Regions from separate parts of the Sus scrofa genome. Here all the other regions are linked to region 1. The links are chromatin contacts, called in public HiChIP or PLAC-seq maps. All regions are on one chromosome and are shown on one strand. The core of a region is the stretch at or near the end of the contact, and the rest is flanking DNA. Distances in the headings are between cores, read along the strand shown. Region 1 overlaps PRKCH (protein kinase C eta type). Region 2 holds the start of SNAPC1 (snRNA-activating protein complex subunit 1). Region 3 holds the start of HIF1A (hypoxia inducible factor 1, alpha subunit (basic helix-loop-helix transcription factor)).

Region 1 (4,913 bases), core at 1,421-3,920:
GGGGTATGACCTTTGTTGAGAAGCCACCCCTCAATGTCAGTCACAGGGCAGAAATCCTGCCTTTGGGGGTAGCACAGACAGGAATATTTGCTGTCAGCTTACTCGACCGGGGCAAACTGACTTCAGTGCACTTAAGTCACACTTAAAATATGTATGTCTGAAAATCACCCAGCAGCATGGGTGCAAGGAAACTGTCTTTTCTCTGGGTTCTCCACTGTTATATTAAATATTAGCAAAGGAGTGTATGGATGAGAGAGAAAGACAGAAGAGAGAGGCAGCAGGAAAGTCATGTGACCCTGGACCGTGTCTTTCAAATTTCATCAGGAGCTGTCTACACTGCAGCCTTCAATGGGGGAGCTCTGAGTTCTCATCCTGACCTAGCCAAAACCCCCTTGTCTTGAAGAAGGTCCCCTGCCTTGGATTTTTTTTTTTTTTTCCCAGTTAAGTACCTTTACCTAAATCTGTATTCTTCTGTCATGGACCTGTTGTCAGAAATTCCTTCCAGAGGGACGCTCCACTGGCTTTATGCATGTGCGGTCAGGAGGTCAGCCAGCCCTAAAGAGCCCTTCAGCTCTCATTCCCTGTCCCAGGGTTCAGGGAATACCTGGCAGTGGCAGCCAGGCCCAGGGATGAGAAGATGCATTTGGTCCCTAAGCTCTAAGTCACAGTGACATCCTGGGCCAGGGCTGGGTGACAGTGAGTTAGGTGAGGAGACAGGGAAGTACAGCCACAAAAGCGGAAAGACTTCTCCCTCAGCAGGGCAAGGCCTCTGTGAACACCTTACATAGCTGGTGGATCCTCGGAGCCTAACTGCCCCAGCCTTGCAGAAGGGGTGGCTGAAGGATGAAGTAGCAGCAGCTGCTATTCACTGAGGCCCTAGCGGATGCTGGATACTTATGTTCATTACCAGGATCTGGACAACTGGGCATTTAGGTATTTTTCACAAATATCTTTTGGATGAAATATCTCCTGATGCCCACGGTAATCCACAACAAATACGAAGTGTAGATACTATTAGCCTCATTTTTTCCCCCTGAATCTAAAAGTATTTAATTCTCTTTATTTATTATTATTATTATTTTTTGTCTTTTTTTAGGGCCGTACCCATGGCATGTGGAGGTTCCCAGGCTAGGGGTCCAATCAGAGCTGTAGCTGCCAGCCTACACCACAGCCACAGCAACGCCAGATCCAAGCTGTGTCTGTGACCTACACCACAACTCACAATAACACCAGATCCTTAACTCACTGAGTAAGGCCAGGGATTGAACCCACAACCCGGTTCCTAGTCGGATTCATTTCCACTGCACCATGACAGGAACTCCTAATTCTCTTTATAAATACATGCAAAGAAGAAAGTAAAAATAATTCACAATCTTACAGGCCAAAGACAACTCTTATTAGCATTGTCATATATGATCTTCCAGGCTTCTTCAATGCATAAAGACTAAACTACCAAGTTTATTCCACATTATCTTTTTTCATTTTTATTTTTTCCATCATAGTTGGTTTACAGGGTTCTGTGAGTTTTCTACTATACAGCCAGGTGACCCAGTCACACATACCTATATACATTCTTTTTCTCACATTATCTGCTATCATGCTCCATCACAAGTGACTAGATATAGTTCCCAGTGATATACAACAGGATCTCATTGCTTGTCTAGCGTCATTTTAAAGTTCTGGAAACTGAAGTCCAGAGAGGTGAAAGAACTTGCCCCAGATTACACAGCAAGCAAGAGTCGGGCTGGGGTTCTTAACCAGCTTCCTGATCTATGCTAGTTGCTTTATCCCACAAGTAGAAATGTCCCCTCTGCAATGTGTGCAGCTAAGGAGAGTGTCACCAGGCAGGAATTCAGCCCCCCTCCCTTTTTTTTTTTTTACAATATACAGAGTGGTGGCCTTTTATAAAATACCTAAGGAAAGGCCTTTTCCTTTTACCTGTTGGGTTTCCTCCCTTCCCTGAGCCATGGGTACCACACATACAATTGGGTCAGCTTCTGGGTCATTTGGTAGAGTTTGCCTTTGGCTCAGATAAAAACAGAAAGCGAGCCAGAACATGGCGTTTCCCAAGTGGGCATGTTCCCAATTTATTCATCGTGTTCAGGCCCGGGACAGAATGCACAGAGGTTGTTTCCAGGCCCTGGATTTCTGGGAGGTTTATTTCGGACCTTTGCTTCTGTCCTCTGAGGCTTCCCGGCTTCCCGCCTCTCTGTGACTCAATAGAGCCATGGCAATGAATGGGAAGGAGGAGAACCCGGAGTTCTGGCTGTTCCCTTCGCTCCCTCTGCTTGGCTCCGCCTGCCAGAACACTCGGCGTGACCCAAGGGTTTGAAAGGTTTGGCATGTGTTTCCCTTTGAGGTTGTTTTGTTGTAGCTGGCCTCGTTGCTAGCCTTCATCGATGCTGATGACCTAGACCTGGCCTCGACCCCCCACCTCCATGGTTCTAAGGTGGTTCCTGGATCGCCTGTCATTTCCTGTGACTCATCTGAGACTTGCCAGGATCAGCTCTGGTCTCTGCATTCCCCGACCGCTGCCTGAGCTTTGTGGTAGTGAGTTTTGGTCATGGTTTTCCCTGCCCGTGCCTGGGAACCTGCCAGAGTCTAGATCCCCTGGCCTTAGCAGGGCCCTGCTTTAAAACCATGGGGCTTGAAGTGCTGGGAGTGGCTCCAGGCCTGAGAATGTGATGGGCTCTCTGCCAAATAGTTTAGTGAGAAGTCAGCTGGACCGGAATCACCATGATGGAGAGCTAAGCCAGAGAAACAGTCCTTTGAATCCTTGGTCTAGTTGGGATGAGAAGATTAACACACATGGAACAGACAGTACAGTGACTGGATTTACTTTCTGCTACAAAAGGAAAGGGACCCGAAACTGGACACTGGATTCTGGGGGAGAATCTTACCTACAGGCCAGTCTTTCTTTGGTTTGTTATAAGACTAACAATCCAACTGGCAGCACCTCAGGGTGGCCTATAGGTGATACCCTGGGAGTAGCTGGAGTGGGTCTCACTTTGACCCTGAACCGAGAATCATGCAGTGTAAAAGCCCACTGCTCTGGGTGGAAACCATAGGCCAGAGTGGACTGAAGTTTTGAAATACTTGAGTTCCCCATAATTATTTCATCACTGGTAGGAACTCAGCTGTGTCCATCTCTTCCAGATTATTCTGAGGCCACTCACGACAACATCAGCCCACCCTTCTGTATAAATGTAGCAGAATTGGAATCACAAAGACTTACCCGCCAGCAGGTGACCATCAGAGGTGTCAGTTCATTTGGCCATGTGCCTGGCTTGCTTTCAGGGTATGTGCTCAGCTTCGAGGTCTTAGGGTGCAGCGGTGAACACAGGAGGGGGGCCCTTCCCTCATGGAGCCAGGTTCTCCTAGGCAATTGGGGACCCAAGCAGTCTGTCCACAATGTGGAGTCAGCCGCTGAGCCTCTGAGTGATCTGGTCACAATAGCAGTTGTGAGCCTGCCATCCGCTCAGAGGAGAGCCCATAGGGCTTGCCTGGAAGCTGCATGTGCACACGGATTCATATGTGCTGCAATGGAAGGAAGACCTGATGGAGATTCCTGGGGGCAGGGATGGGCCAGGATCCTTGGCCCTGCTGGGCTTGGGGCAGAGCTGAGCAGCTCACCTCCCCAGGCTCACCTTTGATGTTTACGCTGTGTCATCCACTGTGAGCACTGGCCTCTTCTCTGGCAGCCCCACACCCGGCTGCATGGACCCTCTCCCGCCCCCAATATCAGTGCCTCTAGACTGATTGCTGTCCTGCTGGTCCTGCCCTGTGCTCTCAGGTAGAACCTCAGCTCTGGCTCACAGCAGCACCCCCCGCCCCGCAACCCCTACACACATGCTGGGGGCCTTTGGTGAGCCCTGCCCTGTCTTCCCTTCCCCGCCCCCCAGGGATTCCTGTTTCCTTTCCGTGTGAGGCCTCCTGGTTTCAGTGTATTTGCACAGTAGAGGAGCCCACTCCCACCCACTTCTTGAGGACGGTCTATAAGGATATATTTCTCAGGTCTTACGAAGGGAGTCTTGGAGTTCTTCCCAGAGTCTCTTCATTCCATTCTTAGGGCGTACAATTTTTTTCAACATGAAAATGATGTAATATGTAATTCCCAACTAAAACAGAAGAGGAGAGCCCTTCCAGTAAAAGCCCCCCGCCCCAGCCACCACTGCCATGCTTTTCCCTCCTGTGCTGTGGCCGTGGGAAGTGCCTTTGCCCTTGTCCTTCCTGTCACTTCCCACTCCCAGGGAGTGCGGGGTCATGGTCTCCCGGTGAAGTGGGAAGCAGCCCATGCCAGCAACAAGCCCAGACCTTCTGCCCTAGCGGGCGTCTGCCAGTGGGGCTGGGAGTGGGGGTCCAGATGAGTTAGGCACAACCAACAAAGTAGAGAACTTGACCTGGCACGCTTCCAGCTCTTCAGAAACCTGTGGGCTTGAGGGGTTGCTCATGAATGCAATTGTCCCTCCTTACTTTGGCTTCAGGGCAGATCTGTGGCAGGAAGTTATCTCCACCTCGCTCAGAGCTTCACCCTCTACCTTGACCTTCACTAACAGACAGATAGTTTAAGTAAGTGAATGGCTGGGCAATTTTCAACCTTTCTAGTAAAATAAAATAATTAAAATTAAATCACTTATTTGCATAATTTTCTGGCTACTAATATTTGGGGCAAGGTAATCCTTGGTTACAGCGGCTGTTCTGTACACTGTGGAATGTTTTGGCAGCATCCCCGGCCTCTACTCTACATGCCGGTAACCCTTCCCCACTTATGAGGACCAAAAACACCTCCAGACAGGACCAGATGCCTTCCCCTGGAGGAGGAATCTCTCCATCTGAGAATGGCTGCCTTGCAGGAGTGTCTGGTGGTCTGGCCTAGATGGGGGAAGTCAAGCGGGCGAGAACACTCTGCTTTT
Region 2 (4,913 bases), core at 1,172-3,671, 330 kb after region 1:
TGCTTTGTTTCTGCCTTAATGATACTGTATGTTTTAAAATTTTTAAATAGCTTTATTCATTTTCTCCTATGTTCTTAAAATGAAACAGCAAAATTTCTTTTCTGATTGTAAAAGTAATACATTCTCACTTAGAATTTTAAAAATCAGCACCAAAAGATATAACAAGGAAAGAGTGAATCTCTCTGCTCTGAGAAGTAACAGCAAATTATTTTTATGGACAAATTACATAGGTAGTGCCAGAGCCTTAGGCCTTGTACCCTGAGGTTATGGGACAAAATACCCTGAATAAAATTAACTAAGCAACAAATCTTGGGAGGCTGTTTTTATCTCAGAATGAAGAAAATGTGATTACAGTTACATGAAAATTTGGGAACAAAAAGTTTACAATACTAAGACTGAATCCAAGATTCTGGGGAGGGTGACCCAAGATTTTACATATTTCCCTGCAAATACTATGCTCCAAAGTGGTTCTACATTTAATTACAGATAGTACCAGACATAGTGTTTTAGAATAAAGTAATTGCTTAATATTTCCAGGTCAAGATAGAAGAAAAAATTCTGCTTATTTTAGTTGCAAATGAGCTTCAGCTGAAATCTAGAAGTTAATTGTTTTCAATTATTAGTAGTGGTTTGAGATCATTCCAGGAGTCTGAAATGACTTGTGGGAGCAGTAGTAGTGGTTTGAGATCATTCCAGGAGTCTGAAATGACTTGTGGGAGCAGCGATTTAGATGAGGACAGTAAAGCAATGACATAAAGAACAATAAAGCTGGAAGAAAACAAGTATCTACTCCACAGTCATTTAGAAAACAAGCCCCCTGGAGTGCTTCAAGCTATTTTAAATAGCAGAACCATCTGGTCCTGGCAGCATTGTGCCAGCCTCTCAGAGACCGTCACAAATGGCCTTATAAATAATGCTCTTATGCAAGGAGAGCCCTACCCCAGAAATTAGAGTCCTGTGATAGGTCGTCTCCCTTCCTGTGAGTGAATGACCATAGTACTGTCTTCACATCTGAAGAAAGTATAGCAAAGGAGTTCAAGCATTTTTGTTCCTTTTTTCTAAGCCACAATATTAACTTTTTTAACTGCTAGATAAGTTTAAATGAATCTAACATTTCATTTAGATGCTGGACTTTGTGCTAAACATTTTGCATGTTATGGCACAATCTTTGGAAAACCCCTATGAATTCGTACCTGTTTCTCATTTTGTAGATGAGTAAACTGTCTTGGAGAGGTGGCCTCCCAGGGATTTCAGAGCGTCTGAACTGGTGGGGTGTACCCGGTCTGGGAGAACCTGCCCTTTTCCCGATTAATTGCTTAAATGGCAACTAGGAGAAAGCAATCAGGGAGTAGGGAACTGAGGGCAGGTGTCCCTTGACAGTAATGAAGTCATAGAGGACAATGAGAGGTTCAATGAGAGGAATGGAAGGCATCTATGAAAATGAATACAAGTGGTATTCTGGTGCTATTTAGTGGGTTTGAGTTTGACCTAGAGATTCGGGTGTCTGATTATGGAAAGGTAAATTATTTACTCACAGGTAAATGAGATGGTGGATGAAAAGTATGTAGATGAACTATAAAAGGCTATATGAATATATGGTATGGTTCTGCCAGCATGGCATATATTTAAGTTTGTATTACAACTGCCTAAATCTTGGTTTTCTCCTATAACCTCAAAAATACATAAAAAGATGAACTTAAAATTATTTGCTTTGTGGAAACGTAAACATTCTAAAAGTTCACATTTCTAACCTAGTAACGTCAAAAACAAGTTGCAAAAAATATGAATTTTTTTTTAAGGCAAAGGGATTCGGTTAAATAAAAGTTTTGCAAACATGTTGCTAGCTGGAACTACAAAAATGTAAAGAAAAAAATTTTACTCGGGTGTTTTTTTTTTAAGTCTACGACTAACCACTTTGCTCATATTTCATCCCTTTAAATAGCGCTGAACCTGTTGTCCCAGATCATTTTACAGAGAATTAGTCCAATCTGTAGAATTTGATATGAAATAGCCTCCCTGTAAGATAAACGCTTACACCTTACCAAAAACATTCCTATGAACGCCTTCTGGAGCTTTGTTGTGTTCACACCTTTCAGAGGTTTGGACATAATTTTTATTCTTACCTGTAGTGGATGGTTTTATCCAAGACGCTGCTCAGACACCCGATCTCCTTGTACTATTTAATTTCTTTTATTCCCTTGTCTTGGCTCCATTCCGGGACGGAGAGGAAAGACAGGTGCCTGAGAGCGGCAGTGGTCAGACCCTCAGCAGGGAAAATAGCAAGGATACGGAAGGGACCGGCCACCCCTTCTGTCCCCGGCGCCCGGGTGCCTACATGATAAGGATGTGAAACGGGAGCCTCGGGGAGAAACTTCCCCAAACCCCGCCCGCCGCGCTGCTGGCCCCGCCCCGGTACGTGCCGGAGCGCAGCACCGCAGCCCCGGCCCCGCCCGCGGCCTGCGGCCCAGGAGTGAGGCCGGCACGAGGCGGCCCTGGCGGCGGGTAGGTCTGTTGCTCCCGGCTCCCGCCTACGTGTGCGAGCGCATGTGGAGGCGCCACCGCCCGGCCTGGGGATGCGCGCGCGCGGGCGGGGGCGCGGGCCCCGCACTGCCCTTTGTCTTCCGTGTCTTGTCGGCTTCTGCTGTCTGCCCTTCCCCAAACTTGGTGGTTTGGGATGTTGGGTTGGGGGGCGGGGAACGCGGGGAGATTTTTGGGACGGGAAGTGTGCTTGGCAAATGCTCCCAGGCAAGTGCATTGCAATGTGAATCTGTGCCCTGCAGGACAGAAAAATACCGACGGGTCGCCTAGCAGATTGGGCATCGGTGTAACAGTTTTTTTTTTAAATTAGTCCTCATCGACCAAGTCTGTCAAAAACAGAGAAGCTGTGGGTTTATTTGAACATTTTTAAGGCGCTCAAAGACTTTGTTTATTTAAAGCACTTTGAGATATGCCAGATTTAAGTAAATGGAAACTTTAGCCGCCTCAGGTGGGTTTTATTTTTTGTTGGTTTTCTTTTGGTTTGGGATTTTTTTTGCTTCAGTTGTTTGAATTCATTGTGTGTCTGCACTTTATCAAAGCCGGCTATTGAGAATCCTTTGGGAGAAGATAATCTTGTTGGACAGAAGGGAGGTGAGTTTACGGAAAAAGGAAAAGCTTGGGGCCTTAATCTCCTGTGATTAATAGGTTATGATTGCGCAATTTGTTGTCAAGTATGGAGCCTGGTATTGTTTAGAATAAAAAAAAAAAAAAACCTCGCCTCTGTATATCCACAGCTGATTATATTTTACATTTATTTGTATTTTTTTCAGAAAAATTCATTGTTTATGGTTTTTCAAGTAGAATTTCCTAAAAAGTAGGACATTAAAATTTCTCTTTAAATTTTAACATTTAAAAAAGTGCTCGAGGTGTTTTAAAAAAATTTTTTTAACTAATAAAACCTGATCTGTAGCCTCAGTCATTATGTTTGTGTTTAATTAAGAGAGGTGCCATTTAGGGAGAGTGCTGTAACTCTTGTGGTTTTATGGATGCTTAATAAATCCCTATAAACTGGTGATTCTTTACAGAGGAGCACAGACCAGGGGGTGGGAGTGAGGGTGGGGTTAGTGAAATGGGAGCAGTGCTGTAATGTTCATCCCAAAGGGAAACGCATTTTTGAAAATTGAGAAACATCACATATAGCCTGACAAGTAGGCTAGGACGCTGTTAAGTCAAATATTTTTGAGAGATCTTTGAAATGTTAAAACATGAATAAACCTATTTTGGGGATGTGAGGGCCATCTGGCTACGACATCTGTCACCCCATTGATTCGGCTGATCTGGCTGCCTAGGCGGGTGTCCCCTTCCTCCCTCATCGCTCCACGAGTGTCCCTCCTGAAGCTGTGTGTTTAGGCAAAGAGGATAACCATCCCCGATAGAGGAGAACCATTCTTGGGTCAAGGGTATATGAGTAGCTACGCTCCCCTGCTAGAACCTCCAAACAAGCTATCAAGGTCCAATAAGAAAACTGTTTTGTGTAGAGATCCTTAAAGTGTATTTTTGGATAATATTATTGGTTCTTTGAAACTTTTTTTTGATGGTTCTGTACACAACTGATTATGATACGCTTTAATAGGAGCACTGAGCAAGATTTGAGGTAAGCCATTGTAACGTGTTGTCCGACTCTCCAGCCTGCTGGTAGAATATTCAAAGCAAAAACCCAACTGAAGTAAGCTACTCGCATTGCAATTTAGACAGGAGCCAGCACAGCCTGAGTAGGTAAGTGTCTTGCTACTTCCTGGGCAAATTCAGCTGTAAATATTTGCCGTCTCTGAATTTCACCTTTAGCCCTTTTACTTTACTTCTCTCTTCTTTTAACTGTCTGTGATCATTTCTGCCTGTGTTCCCTCCCCTACTAAACTCTTTATTTCCTTCAGAGCGTGGTTCCCATCCAATTCATCTTTGATTACTCCTAAAACTTTCCATTCCCAAGTTGTCCACTTGCACAAGGGCAACTCACATGTGATTGAACATGGGAGAGGCTATCCAGTGACATGGAGACCAGAGAAGAAATTATCAGAGGAATGGACTGGGGAAAATGGGACCATGTTCTAGCTCTTCCAGTGAAATCCATTTATTCAAAGAACAATGACTGAGCGTTGAGTGCGTCTGAGATGTTTGCTGTACTCTAAATGTTTATGGCCCCTCAAAATTTATATGTTGAAATCTGATCTCCAAAATGATAGTATCAGCAGAGGAGGGGACTTTGGGGATGAGTGGGTCATGAGGGTGGAACCACATAAAAGGGATCTGTGCCCTTTTAAAAGAGGCTGCAGATAGCTCTGTCGCCCCTTTGGCCTCTGGAGGATACAAGGAGAAGTTAGGGATCTGCGGCAAGGAATAGGGCTCTCACCAGTGAGCACTGACTGCCAGGATTC
Region 3 (4,913 bases), core at 1,135-3,634, 270 kb after region 1:
TTTTTCAGGGCTGCACCCATGCCATATGGAAGTTCCCAGGCTAGGAGTCAAATCAGAGCTGCAGCTGCCAGCCTATGCCACAGCCACAGCAAAACAGGATCCAAGCTGTATCTCAGACCTATGCTGCAGCTTGAGGCAATGCTGGATTCTTGGCCCACTGAGTGAGGCCAGGATCAAACCGGCATCCCTATGGATACTAGTTTGTTCCTCATGTAACGTGCTGAACTATATCAGGAATTCCAATTTTTTTCTCATCAAGAGTTTAATGCTATGTTATGTAGACCATTGTTTTTACATGCCAATATAATTAAAATCTAGATATTCACATTAACATATAACCCAAAGCTATACTGTTAACAATATAAGTCATAAGACAAAGGTGAGAAAATAATCCAGTGCCAAGTGGAGATATGTATGCAGTGCTCTTTGCATAGCTCAAAATATATGTCTTTTTCATTTAGAAGACTGACAGGCTTGAAATGCATGCTTCCAAAGCCAAAAAGTGATGAAGTATTATCCAAGAACTTGCAAAGCCATGTTAGCAAACAGGAAATACTGGCTGCCACATTATCAGTTTAACTCCTGTGCAGGTCCCCTGCCCAGGTCTCAGTGCGAGTTTTGGAAAAATCTCATTCCTCCTTCCTGACTACACAGTGATCTCAATTCAAGGTGGTAAGTCACAAACTAAGAGTTGTCTTCCCTTTTCTGAATCCATCTAAGATTATCTTCCACTCTTTTTTATTTTTTAAAAAAAATTTTTTTAATTTATTTTTTGTCTTTTTGCTATTTCTTGGGCCGCTCCCGCGGCATATGGAGGTTCCCAGGCTAGGGGTCGAATCGGAGCTGTAGTCTCCGGCCTACACCAGAGCCACAGCAACGCGGGATCCGAGGCGCGTCTGCGACCTACACCACAGCTCAGGGCAACGCCAGATCGTTAACCCACTGAGCAAGGGCAGGGACCGAACCTGCAACCTCATGGTTCCTAGTCGGATTCGTTAACCACTGCGCCACGACGGGAACTCCTCTTCCACTCTTTTAAAAGCAACAATAAGATAAAATAAAAGTAAACCTAAAGCCATTTTCCTGTTCTTTTTGAAATTCAGGTTTATGCTCTTTTTATAAAAACCACTTATACCCATTCTTTTTTTTTTTTTGGTCTTTTTGCCATATCTTGGGCCACTCCCGCGGCATATGGAGGTTCCCAGGCTAGGGGTCTAATCGGAGCTGTAGCTGCCAGCCTAGGCCAGAGCCACAGCAACGCGGGATCCGAGGCGCGTCTGCGACCTACACCATAGCTCAGGGCAACGCCAGATCGTTAACCCACTGAGCAAGGGCAGGGACCGAACCTGCAACCTCATGGTTCCGAGTCAGATTCGTTAACCACTGAGCCACAACGGGAACTCCTATACCCATTGTTATACCTATTTGTAATGCTTAAAATATTTCAGATTTTAACATTTCCTGCTACCTTAACTACTTCCTTTGAGAGATATACAAGAAGAGGAGTTTTGTCTTTTGTTGTTCTTCGTATTTACTTAGAAACGAACTTCACAGAAAAACTTAGGGAACAATGCGAGTACCCTCGTGTTCTGTAGTAAAGGGTGTGGTCGGTGACTTGGCCCGCGGTTGGGTAACGTGGCAAGAAAGACCCTATTGTAATACTTCTGAGCAAAGGCACGGAGGGTTTGCCGCCAAGACGCGAAAGGTCTGCCTTTTTAAAACGTTTTGGGACTGGGCAGAGCTGGCGGCTACCTTGCACAGCACAGCTGCTGAGGGAAAGGAGAGCGGGAGACTTGCACCGAAAGCAGGAAGTGTGATGCAAGCTTGGGACCCAAAACCCGAAATCCCTTCTCAGCAGCGCCTCCCAAAGCCAGCCACAGCTTTCCCTAGGAGAAGGCGCAGAATCCCCAGACCCAGGCTAGCCGCACCCCATCTCCTTTCTCTTTCCTCTACTACGGCACACAGACGAGCACGTGAGCAGGGCAGCGCTTCCCAGCTGTGCCTCAGCTGACCGCCTCCTGATTGGCTGAGACAGACGTGGGCTGGGGTGGGGACTGGCCGCCTGCGTCGCTCGCCATTGGTTCTCAAGGAACCCGCCTCCCCCTCAGGTGAGGCGGGCTTGCGTGAGCGCGCTCCGGGTTTCCGCGGGCGAGCGCGCCCCGACACTCCCCCGCGCCCGCGCGCCCGCGCGCGCCTCCGCCCTTGCCCGCCCCCTGCCGCTGCCTCAGCTCCTCAGTGCACAGAACCGCCTCGTCTGAGGGGACGGGAGGATCGCCTTCGCCGCCGCTTTGGCCAGTGCGCGGGGCCGTGCCCTGACAAGCTGCCTCGGGGGAGGCTCTTCGGAGCCGGACCTGGACCCTCGTGATTGCCGCCTGCCCTCCCGCCTCTGGTCTCACGAAGGGTTTCCCGCCTCGCACCCCCACCTCTGGACGTGCTTTTCCCTCCTCCCCGCGTGCGGAGGGAGCCAGCGCTTAGGCCGGAGCGAGCCTGGGGGCCGCCGGCCGCGAAGGCATCTCGGGCACAGATTCGCCATGGAAGGCGCCGGCGGCGCGAACGACAAGAAAAAGTAAGCCCACTCCCCCGCCGGTCAGTCCTCCGCCCGCACCCCCGCCCAGGCTCGCGGGCTGGCTCCGCGTTCCGGGGGGCCGCCTTTTTGTTTCTGCCTCCTGTCCCCTCCCCTCTCCCCCAGCCTCGCCGGCCGGGCTCCCCCACTGTCCACGTCGCCATCTTGTCGTGGGGGGTGGGAGACGCGTCCAAAGTGCTTGTGGGGGCCCGGCCATGGGCCCTGGGCCCTGCTGGCTTCTGCTCCCAGCCGCCCGGGCCTCATACGGCCCTTTCCTGCTCCCCAAAACCTCCAGCCTGGCCGGTGCCCGCTCCGAGTGGACTTCTCCGCGCCCGAAAACCCCGGGAAGAGAAATGAGACGCGGCTCGGTCGCCGCCGCTTGCACCCGAGCTTCCGCCCCTTCCCGCCCCCATCCTCTCGGGTTCCATTGAAAACTCGGCTCCGCGTCTGCCCCTGCGCGCAGGTCCTCGCTTCCTTGTGGGCGCGGGGCTCTGGATTTCCGACCCAGGGGCTCGCGTGGTCGGATGCGATCGTGCCCAGCGGTTGTCCGGCCGCGGCGGGTGCCTTTGCCTTTGTGCTTTAGGGACTTGCTGCGAGGGCCTGGGATGCTAACTTTTTAGTTTACACGTGCAGGTTTGGTTTGATTTGGTTTGGTTTTAATCGCCTTGGAAAACTTGCCTAGAGTGAGAGTCAGAGTAACGGGAATTTAGAGAAATAGCAACATTTAAATGAGAACATCATAATTGGATTCTGGGGTTTCTATCACCTGTCAAGAGAGCCCAGACGTTGTAAGTGAAGTATATCTACTTCATTCATTCTGGAAGATACCTTAGTGAAAACGTAGCGTCTGGCTAAATTCAGGCAAACACTTAATAATGAGATTGGAAAGAAAGTGTGATGGGAGCAAATGAAATGCAACACTAAAATGTTGCAAAATTTTTAGACCTGTCTCATTTTCCTGAAGTTGAAGTGTTCTAAAATATATTCGAAGTAAATTATCATCCTGTTAGAACTTAATGCAAGTATTTAAAACACCTTGAAGTTTGAGTCTTAAGTGGTACCTTGTAGGATTAAGAATTGTGAGTCCAACCAGTGGAATTAAGTGATTCTCTACCCACCCACCCCCAACGCTCACAGTGTTTGGTCCACTCTGGTATTTTAACCTTTGAGGAAATTATTTTAAGAAATTGAAGATTTCTGGTAAGAGTTCTGGTTTGTAGACTAGCTTTACTGTTAAGTCCCTCCACTCTTCTGGGAGGGATTAACTGCTGTAATCTGTATCAGCAGAAGATAAACTTGTTTATGTTCTTGCTATTTTGTGGATTCTTTTTTGGCATTTATCTAATAGAATGATAAATTCTCAGTTTCTGTATGTATATTTATATATATTTATACCAGAGAAAGCACGTATAAATTTCAAAAAGTGAGAAAACAGGCCCAGACTTAATTCCAAAAGTTGTAATAGAAATTAATTGCAATTAATTTTGCAGAAGTGATTGCAAGGCTTTTGATGAAATGATGAGGCTGCTATTTTATATAAATCTAAGGCACCTCACCTCTTTGTATTGCCACTTCTCTGTCCTCATACGCTGGATCATACTTAATACTGGGCATGAAGTTATGCACCACTCTCTTCTTATATGCAATAATGTGGTCATTTCTCCTTTGCAATCCATCAGTTGAGAACAGCATAAACAGCTTTAATATTAATAAATTAGTTAGCTACTGTGCTTCATCCTCAAGTCTAAACTAGTTTTTAGATTTTCCTCAGTTCCATTTGCTGTTTTCCCAATTTTTTCTCTTGAAAATTTAACAAATTTGGATCAGATTTAATGTTATTTCTTAATACAGAGGTTCTTATAACTGAAAAATTAAGTTAATAAATGGTAGGTAGCTACTGAACAACTTTTAGATACTGTTTGTTAAAGATGCCTGTTTTTTATCCTTTTCTAACTATTTTTGAACATTTTGAAAAACTGAGATTGAGGGGCAGAGGTTTTTTCCCTTACAATTTTTCCATTTTAAATGAGCCTGTAGCATGCAGGTGGGGGAGACAAATTTATCTCTTAAAGGAGGGCTAGGAAACTCAAGCTGAAGGATTGGAAGAAGTCAGAATAGAGCTTGAGTAAGGTTGTAATAGATTTAATATAGGGAATTTCATGTTGATTCCATAATAGCAGGGATTGGGTTTAATAATACCACATTAATATTGACTTTCAGATTTTCAAAGGAATGTCAAAAGGTTCATTGTTCCCTTTCAGGTTTCAGGCCAGAATCCTTAAGAGTTTTACAAAACAAATAGTTATTGGGTCATTAAGTAATATCTCTGAGAATGGACCTTCCTTAACTT

Evidence for each region. HiChIP or PLAC-seq counts read pairs in DNA pulled down with a chosen protein or histone mark.
Region 2: an H3K27ac HiChIP or PLAC-seq map of skeletal muscle shows a contact between it and region 1, with 10 times the contacts expected there. The contact joins the promoter of SNAPC1 here to the enhancer-like site in region 1. A contact is called at or near these places in 1 of 5 promoter capture datasets (liver), 27 of 47 Hi-C or Micro-C datasets (adipose tissue, alveolar macrophages, blood and 15 more) and 2 of 2 datasets of contacts at active chromatin or transcription factors (alveolar macrophages and skeletal muscle).
Region 3: a contact with region 1 is called in an H3K27ac HiChIP or PLAC-seq map of alveolar macrophages. The contact joins the promoter of HIF1A here to the enhancer-like site in region 1. A contact is called at or near these places in 1 of 5 promoter capture datasets (liver), 6 of 47 Hi-C or Micro-C datasets (brain, embryonic fibroblasts, fibroblasts and 2 more) and 2 of 2 datasets of contacts at active chromatin or transcription factors (alveolar macrophages and skeletal muscle).

What each region holds. Positions count from the first base shown.
Region 1 is chr1:190,349,616-190,354,528 of Sscrofa11.1, forward strand. All of the region lies in intron 9 of PRKCH (protein kinase C eta type), which reads left to right. Among named protein-coding and RNA genes, the nearest start is that of PRKCH, 150 kb to the left of the region's middle. Within about 2 kb of position 2,671, at least 36 of the 83 cell types and tissues checked have an H3K27ac peak or open chromatin away from gene starts, as enhancers often do. A contact at or near this core is called in adipose tissue, alveolar macrophages, embryonic fibroblasts and 6 more, where this site is marked.
Region 2 is chr1:190,675,344-190,680,256 of Sscrofa11.1, forward strand. SNAPC1 (snRNA-activating protein complex subunit 1) reads left to right here and starts at 2,422. Exons shown (of 12, transcript XM_021062485.1): 1 at 2,422-2,502; 2 at 2,781-4,254.
Region 3 is chr1:190,623,052-190,627,964 of Sscrofa11.1, forward strand. It overlaps HIF1A (hypoxia inducible factor 1, alpha subunit (basic helix-loop-helix transcription factor)), which reads left to right and starts at 2,385. Exons shown (of 15, transcript NM_001123124.1): 1 at 2,385-2,566. The coding sequence starts at 2,532.